3 separate regions of the Zea mays genome follow, and regions 1 and 3 are each linked to region 2. The links are chromatin contacts, called in public Hi-C maps. All regions are on one chromosome and are shown on one strand. The core of a region is the stretch at or near the end of the contact, and the rest is flanking DNA. Distances in the headings are between cores, read along the strand shown.

What was found. A called contact is a pair of places that touch in the nucleus more often than the background predicts.
Region 1: a contact with region 2 is called in a Hi-C map of leaf, with 6 times the contacts expected there. The contact joins the promoter of LOC100273352 here to the enhancer-like site in region 2. A contact is called at or near these places in 4 of 25 Hi-C or Micro-C datasets (bundle sheath, ear, leaf and 1 more) and 1 of 3 datasets of contacts at active chromatin or transcription factors (seedling).
Region 3: a Hi-C map of leaf shows a contact between it and region 2, with 5 times the contacts expected there. The contact joins the promoter of LOC100193339 here to the enhancer-like site in region 2. A contact is called at or near these places in 5 of 25 Hi-C or Micro-C datasets (ear, leaf and tassel) and 1 of 3 datasets of contacts at active chromatin or transcription factors (seedling).

Annotation. Positions count from the first base shown.
Region 1 is chr4:238,158,210-238,161,191 of Zm-B73-REFERENCE-NAM-5.0, forward strand. LOC100273352 reads right to left here and starts at 1,380. Exons shown (of 1, transcript NM_001159432.1): 1 at 396-1,380. The coding sequence starts at 1,375. The coding sequence ends at 770.
Region 2 is chr4:238,229,448-238,232,420 of Zm-B73-REFERENCE-NAM-5.0, forward strand. No RefSeq gene overlaps it. Among protein-coding and RNA genes, the nearest start is that of LOC100279319, 31 kb to the right of the region's middle. Within about 2 kb of position 1,679, at least 17 of the 20 cell types and tissues checked have an H3K27ac peak or open chromatin away from gene starts, as enhancers often do. A contact at or near this core is called in bundle sheath, ear, leaf and 2 more, where this site is marked.
Region 3 is chr4:238,318,909-238,321,628 of Zm-B73-REFERENCE-NAM-5.0, forward strand. LOC100193339 reads left to right here and starts at 1,443. Exons shown (of 7, transcript NM_001138474.2): 1 at 1,443-1,548; 2 at 1,644-1,815; 3 at 1,903-1,943. The coding sequence starts at 1,652. It also overlaps the pseudogene LOC103655982.

The DNA of each region.
Region 1 (2,982 bases), core at 130-2,629, 72 kb before region 2:
GAAGGAACCAAGATTACAGGCTAGAAATCTGCTGGCTGATGAAAATTCTGAATCCTACTGTGACACCCCCGTTCCATTTGCGGTATATATGTGCTGCCACAAATTCAGACCTTCTTCCTGACACGTATGATGCTGCGTCACTGTTTAGTATGGCAGCAAAACAAACTAGGGGTTGATTTGATGATCATGAATCCTAATCCTCTTGCTATTTAAATTTGAATAGTAAGGGTATTCCTCCCCCACATGTCTCTGATCACCAAATCAGTCTAGAGCACTAGACGATGGAGGAGCAGGTCAGGATTTGATCACTTCACCGGCTTCTGAGATACAGTTACAATAGTGAATCCGAAGCCGGCCTTTTCAAAGAGGCCATCAACAGCAGTCTTGCCTGTAGTAGTAGTAATAATTTACAGAAATCTTATTCTATACACACATATATACATACGCAGCACCTATATTTACATAGACCAGAGTCCAGATATCTGTTCTGTAAAGAGGAGTAGGACACCCACAGCATGAACTTCCTCCTTCCCTCACAAGACACGAGATCACTCACCAAGAGAAGAAGCTCCACAGCTCATGCTAGTATGCTACTACATACAACCAAATCCATCTCCTAAAGATTAAAAAAACTCCTAACTCCAAGAACAAGTAACAGGAGGTACTGGTGCGGCGGTGGGCATGCAGTGCACCAGCTCATATGGTAGACCGTACCGTAGTAGTACCACTCCGATAGGCCGGTGGGCACGGCGATGGAGCTGGCGATCGATCACCACCAGCCGTAGGCCGCGCCGGAGCACTTGCCCTTGATCCAGCTGACGCCGCGGCGCACCGACTCCCGGACCTTCCCTTCCACGCCGTACGTCTTGTACACGACCAGCCGCCGCCGCTGCACCTCGGCGTCGTCCGCCCCCGCCCGCAGCTTCCTCCTGGGCGCCGGGACCGCGCCGGCGGTGTCGTCCATCGCGGCGAAGGACGGGGCGTACCCCCTCAGGTTGACGGAGCGGCGGTTGGCGGAGGTCCAGTTGGTGACGCTGCCGGAGCGCTTCAGCTGCCCGCCGGTATCGGCCAGGGTGGGCCCGTAGGAGGCCGCGTAGGAGGCGCTGTAGGAGCGCAGGTTCAGCCCCGGGGCGGCCCGGCCACCGGCGGCGGCGGTGGGGCCGCTCTTGGTGCTCCCGGCCCGCTGCACGGGCGGCGGCGCCGGCGGCGTGCTCCACGAGCTCACGCTCCTGGCGCGCTGCACCGTGGACGGCGCCGCTGTCGTCGGTCGCTCGTAGGAGGCGCTGTAGCTCCGGAGGTTCATCGCCCCCGCCCCCGCCCCGGCGCCGTACTGGCTGCCCCTCTCCGCGCACGACAACGACCTCTCCATTGCCATCCCACTCTTTCTCTCTCTGCGACAACGGACAAGCAAGCAGCGCGAGGAGAGGAGGGGCGGGAGGCCGCCTCTTTATGATGGCCGGGTAGCCAGGTGGCCCGGGAGGCGTAGAGCAGCCCGTGAGAGGCTGGCTTTCTGAGCCGTCGGATGCAAGAACCTGCGTGCTATCGACGGTTATTAGTATCCGTCCTGCAAGCTGTCGGATAGGAGAATTGGCAGCTGAGATGGGTGGGGGACGGTGCTGCTCAATTCTTCGTCGTGGCGATTTATGTGACATTTAAAGGCTGTCGATTCGGGATTTTTGTTCGGCTTCATTGCCAGCTGCCCTAGACCCCTAGCGCATCGTCGAGCAAGAAGCTAGAATAGTAACTGCACCTTATCCTTTTGCTCCCTGCACATCCAAATTATAACAAAATTCTTATGAACCGATAAGGGCTTGATCATAATATCTACAATCTGAACCTTATGAAACGACCCGCACACCAAGTTATTGAGTGGAGACATGATCGGATGATCATATACAAAGTAATAATCGACATCCACGTGTTTAGAGAACCGATAAAATATGAGGTTGGCACAAAAATAGGTGACTGATGTTATTGTCACACCCGTATTTAAAGCGAAATCCAGATACATCTCATATGTGCGTTATAATCAAGTCCACACATATAATGACTCGGTGTATAGAGACGAATATCATAATCTTTATTACATTACAAGAATGTATTACAAAATAGCTAATGATAAATTAAATTGAACTAAGATAACTATCTCGACGACGCCATAGTTGACTAGGAGACGACGCCTAGATATTATAGGTCAATTGCTAACTTTGAGCTACATATTAGGCACTAAAAATGGATGACTTTGACTCTTTAGGACATGAAATATTATTAAGATGCATAATCAACTAAACAACTTGAGACGAGGGGTAACTAACATAAGCATGTTATTGGGTGCGACTGGTAGATCAACCAATTAGGGTTTGTTTGAGGGTGGCACCATCATATTGTTTGAGAGAGTACATGCCTCCATCATAATGCCCCTCAAGAAGACTTATCCATGTTAATGAATCCTTTTATAGAAAAAGACATAGATAAAATTCAAAATAAACATTGATATCACCTGAGAAATTGTGGACAGAGATGTGTTTGGCAATGTCGAGTGTCGGTGCTTTGGGTCCGACCGCACACCCGGGGTTGCCCCTCAAGGTGTTTTTAGGAGTAGGACGGTGTCGCCGACTGTAGCTAAATGGTTCGTGCCGGATGCACGAGGAACAATGGACAATGTTTACAGGTTTGGACCGCTTGGAGATGCGTAACACCCTACATCCTGGTGAGAATGTTTTACGTGGTGGATTACAAGGGAGCTCTCTAACACTAGAGAATAGAGAGTTGGGGTGAATGGATGAGTGGTGAGATCGATCGTTCTGAAGGGGTGCCCCCTAGGCCTTATATATTCGACCGTGAGGCAATACATGCGGATGAGATAACAAACTGCACCTAAGAGATAGTGAACTGATTGAGCCTATCTTCCTATAGTTCTGCCGACTTATCCTCGCCTGGTTCCGTTGTACGGGGCTCCGGCGCGGGAAAGTCGGGTCTTCT
Region 2 (2,973 bases), core at 429-2,928:
AGGAGGGGCGACCGCCTAGGGCCCAAGTAGCAAGAGGACCCAAAAAAATATATGTTTCTTATAATTTTTTGGATAATCATAATTTACGGTAGTTTTATATAACTTTTGCATATATTTTTTATGGTAACTCATTTGATGTTGATATTAATAATTTTATCAGTTACTGAGATTCTTCAATTCATTACATGGTAGATTGTTATCCAAATATATGTATTACATATCAGATTTTATTGACCATTACTATGATCGTAGAGTTTCTTTCCACATGTATTATAACCAATCAAGATTTAAATTATTATTTGAGGTACTAAATAAATTTAAATGAAAATGTTGTCGACTTTAAGGTTGTATTACTTTTCAAGATCTATAACTTTCATATTGATAGTTTCAAATTTCAAGCTAACCACTATTCCTTCGTTTACAACATTTAAATTTTAAATTTGAAAACTTCAAACATATTTTTCTATGGCAACATGATTTCAAATAAAAAAATGTCAATTATAAGTTTCATAACATTTCAAGACCTACAACTTTTATTTTGGTGGTTTTTCCATCCAAGGTCATTTGAAAAATTCAAATTTTAAAATTCAAACAAAATTTTGCAAGAAAAGATGGTTTTAAACCAAAATGTTGTCGACTACAAAGTTTCATAACTTTTAAGACCTACAACTTTCATTCTGGTTGTTTTTCCATTTGAGGTCGTTTTAAAAATTCGAATTTAAAATTTTTAAAATTCAGACGTAGTTTTCGTTGCTAAGGTGACTTCAAATCAAAAGGTTACCAACTATAAAATTCTATAACTTTTCAAGATATACAAATTTTATTTTAATTTTTTGGTCATTTATTCATACCACATATTAGTTTTAACATTATTCACAAATCTTATACATCTCTCCTGTAGTTTCATAAAATACGAGAGAGATACAGTTTTTATGAACAAATTTACTTTTATTTTGTCATATGAAGAAATGACAAAAATATAAATTGTACATCTTGATGAGTTATAAAAATTTGTAGCTGAAAACTTTTTCATTTGAATTAATTTACTGCTTCAAAATGTGTTTTTTAAATTGTCTTTGTCTAGTGTTGAAAAAAAACATTCGGAAACAAAACACTTTGCCGAGTGTCAAAAATAAAACACCCGACGGAGAAACTATTTGTCCAGTGTCAAAAATAAAACACTCGGCAAGCAAACCCTTTGTTGAGTGTTTTTTTGTTTGACACTTAATAAAAAACTTCTTTATCGAGTACGAAAAAAAATTCGGTAAATTATTTGGTATTCAGCAAAGAATCGAATTATGATAGTGTCCCGGTCTTCCACGGTAGACTATTGTGATCAAGGCTGCCACCGTGCATGAAAGCGATGCCGGCAAATTGATTAAATTCGATTAATCCCTACGTTCGTGCCACGACAAGTCGAATAATAACAGCATGATCGCCTTGCATGATTAATTGACTGTATAGTGTTATGTTCATTCTCGAATATTTGTCGTATAATAATTATTTTTGAACTAAATTGTGACAAATAAAAAAATAGATGGAGTATATGGTTAGCACACTATCACGAAATGGATTCATCAGCTCGATCGTAACACTAGGCACATTTCTCTTGGGCCTTGTTTGGGCAGGTCCGGTCCAGTCTCACGTGTACGAATTGGCCCACTACACAAGCCATATCGCATTTCGTTAACTACGATACGAGCCCATTACCCATGTGTCGTGTCTACGATACGAGCCTGCTCTGCTTATATATCCACGCGATTTCTTGGACGGCACGACGATGGCATGAAACAAATATCCGTCATCGAATTTGGATATGCATTTGAAAGTTACTGGAAATACTGTTCAGTTGTGTATACTTGTAACTAACATTACGTTGAACCATATCGTGAATGTTTTGTTCTGCTTGCTTGTTATTGCTCATGATATTTTCAAGACTACTACTAGATTTTAGTCTAGTGGTATACTTTATGGAAAAATATTCTATACTATCAATCATATTTAGTAAATCTATTTTTCGTGTATACTTGTTATTGCTTGTACAGTCTATTTTTTTGTGTGCACGCGTACAAAATTACCAAACACACTCACAACATCACGGGACAGACAATCTTGATACAATACGACAACAGATATATCTACACCGCTTCTTTTAGGGTTAGTTTGGCAACCCTGTTTTTTTAAGGGGTCTTCATTTTCTCTGGAAAAATACTTCATTTTTTTAGAAAAATGAGAATCGTTGCAAAAATAGAGTTATCAAACTATCTTTTATACTTTTTCTAATATAATCTACTTGATTGAAGTCAGGGGGAGAGAATAAGAAAGAGAAAAAAATATGTTTTTAGTAAAAAAAGCAAATTAAGAATAAGGTAAGAGGTTATGTTTTTTTATGATAGACTAGTCATTTTTGTTTGAAATGGATATTTTCTTTAAAGTTGATAAAATGATATATCCAAGACATTTATATTCCTTAAGAAAAATAATGTTATGCTTCATTTGGATGCCAATATTAGAGGACATGTAATTGAATTTAGTTCAATACCTAACCAAGCATGGTATTGAAATGAGATGTAATTCCAATTTTATTGTTTGGATGTCACTGAATTAGAGTTTAGAATTGTGTGGTCCAATTCCACACAATACAAAGGAGTGATATTCTATATTGGGACAGTGAGTTTCTAGTTATATAGTCCAATTCCACGGAATTGGGTCTCTAATTTCAAATCTCAATTCCATGTGCAACCAAACAATTGAATTCTGGAAAGTTGATTCCAATTCCTAATTCCGTGCTCCAATATTTTTATCCAAACATGGTATTATAAGTCTATAATACTCTTTTATGGTTGTATTAGAACTATTGATATAAATTTTAAACTATTTAGATTGTACTTAGTGGATGATTTTAACTTAATCCTTGAATTTAGGTCTTATTGTGTTACTTAATATATATATATATATAATGAATCATGATGC
Region 3 (2,720 bases), core at 193-2,692, 89 kb after region 2:
AATGATGAATGAATGTCTGCTAGTAAAATGGATATAGAAAATTTCTCAGGGGTCTGATGATACTTGGTTCAAATTTATCAAAGGGAAATACATGACCAAGGGAATTTTTTTCCTGTCATCTGATAGAGGTGCGTCTCAATTTTGGAAAGGGTTGCACAAGGTTAAACACCTGTGATGTGGGATAGCAGACTGCCAAGTATGGAGTGGCGTAGTTGACAAGCAAGGAAAAGGAAGCACATTCAGATCTAGCATAGTTGAGATTTGAGAAGCAAGGAAAAGGAAGCACGTACCCCCTTGGTGGAGGTCTGGCAGCCGCGCGTGGGTTTCTTGATGTTGTTCTTATGCGCCTTGTACGACTGGTTATGTGCCATGTGGTCCTTCGACTTAGCCATCGTGAATCCCTCATCTGTTGTTTACGAAGAAATCAAGAGATGAAGTATGTCGGGGTGCACACGCGGCTGCAGAGAAGAGGACCCGACGAAGTTGGTGAGGTTGAGGTCGCGTCGCCTCCTTCCAACCACCGGAGTCAGCACCCCGCCCTTTCCTCCGCGGCTGGGTAGGGGTCGGGGTCGCGGTTTGGTGGCCCTGGTCACTGGATCGTCTCCTCCCGCCCCTTCTCGGAGGCCCTGGTCGAGGTGCTCTACAACATGAGGGGCGATATCCAGACGGAGGACATCGACCTGCCCCTCACCCGCAGCAGCCCCGTCATGAAGGTGGCGCTCGTGGTCCTGACCGGCGAGCGCGACCTCTGCGGGAGCTTCAACAACAACGTGCTCAAGAAGGTGGAGACCCGCATGGAGGAGCTCGAGCAGCTGGGCCTCCAGTACACCGTCATCAGCGTGGGGAAGAAGGGCAACGCCTACTTCCAGCGCCGCCCCTACATCCCGCTGGAGCGGGGTCTGGAGGTGAATGACGTGCCCACCGTGAAGGACTCGCAGGCCACCTGCGACCTCGTCTACTCCCTCTTCGTCTCGGAGGAGGTGGACAAGGTGGAGCTGCTCTACTCCGCTGGTGCGCTCCGACCCCATCATCTAGACGCTGCTCCCCATGTCCCCCAAGGGTGAGATCTGTGTCAGGGCGGGTGGAAGCGAGGGACACCGAGGGGACGGGGTGGGAGGCGGGCATCACGTCAGGGGAGAGGGGGCGCGGTGTCGGGGTGGGCTACAATCACGGGCGGCGGCAGGCAGGCGCGGATCGCCGGGGCGCGACTACGAGATTAGCGGCGCGTTGTAGACAAGGATGTCGGGTGGAAGGCAGAACGCACCTGTGAACGCCTACGTTACTATCTTAAGAAGTAGTAGAGATAAGTAGTAGAGATGGTAAATGGCTCGTCGGTACGTCTAATCCACTACCGTCGCGCACGGCTCATATAAATAACGGAGCCGCCTGCGCGTTGGACTCGAACCGAACCTCGCCGCCGCCGACTCCTCTTCCGTCTCTCTCTCTCATCTAGTCCCTGTCTCCTTCCCTCTAAACCCGCACCCGCAGCAGCGCCGCTAGGGTTTGCTCAGGCCCCGAACCCCACCCTTGGATTGCTCTGATTCCGTGGTAATCAGCCCGGCCTTCTTTCAAGCCCCGACCTAGGGTTTCTGCCTGTTTGTTCAGATTTTGTTGGTTCGATCTCAGGCGGCTGTTTCCCGAAGTTTGCAGTATGGCGGGGTACCCGGAGGACAACCAGCACGAGTTGAACGGGTACGACGAGGAGGTCGACGAAGAGGAGGGACACCCCGGGAGGCGGGTAGGCCGGGATGGGGGCTCTGGGTACGCTGTTGCTGTCGGAGAGGATGGGAGGGGGGCGGGTGGCGACTCGTTGGGGTGAGCGATTTGGGCTTTAGGGTTTGTATTTGTTCTGAATTTCAAGGATATAGTTTAGCAAGAGAGCTAATACTTTTTCTTTTGCAGAAAGATTTTTGTCGGAGGCGTTGCTTGGGAGACTACTGAAGGTAAAATTTATGTGTTATTTACTGGACTGCTTGCGCCTGGAGTTTGATTTTTCTATTTCGGTTCTTTAGATGTTTTGAATGCTAAATTGAAGGTACTCCTGGAGTTTTCTTTGTCTAGAACTAGATCGGTTCTCTAGATGTTTTGAATGCTGAAATAAAAATGTGGAAACATGAACTATCGGCGAGCAGGTTGTCATAAAGGGTTGATATGGCGTCTGTTATTGCGGAAAGTAGTGTTTCTGTTAGCATGCTTCCATTAAGTGTCCCACAGGCCATTTTCCTTGTTTGTCTCTGTTCTTTTGCCACATTGGCTTAATGTTATTGGTGTGTTTTCTTCCATATTTTGTTGCCTGTGGCATTATTTGTTAATTGGTTGGTTGACTTGCTGCTATTATTGTTTCATGTTTCATGGATTCAACTACGTTTCCATGTTTTTAATCAAGTTTGTGAATTTTTATAACTAATTGGAACAGGCTACATATGAATGATATACCTGGATGACTACTCATAAAAAAATATGTGAATGATTAACAATGCACTTGATAGATACACGTTTCTTTGCATGTTCTGTGCTGCTGAGCATATATTCTGATGCTTAGTCTTTTAAACATTTTTCAATATATATGCGGGTTACAGTGAAATGGCCAATTCCTGCATCATGCTCAGATTTGCTTTTACTCATTGTACTGCATTTATAATTTGTATTGATTTGTAAATCCACTTGGTATTTGAGTAAAGGATACACCAGCAAGGAAAGCTGTTCCATCTTTTCCAACG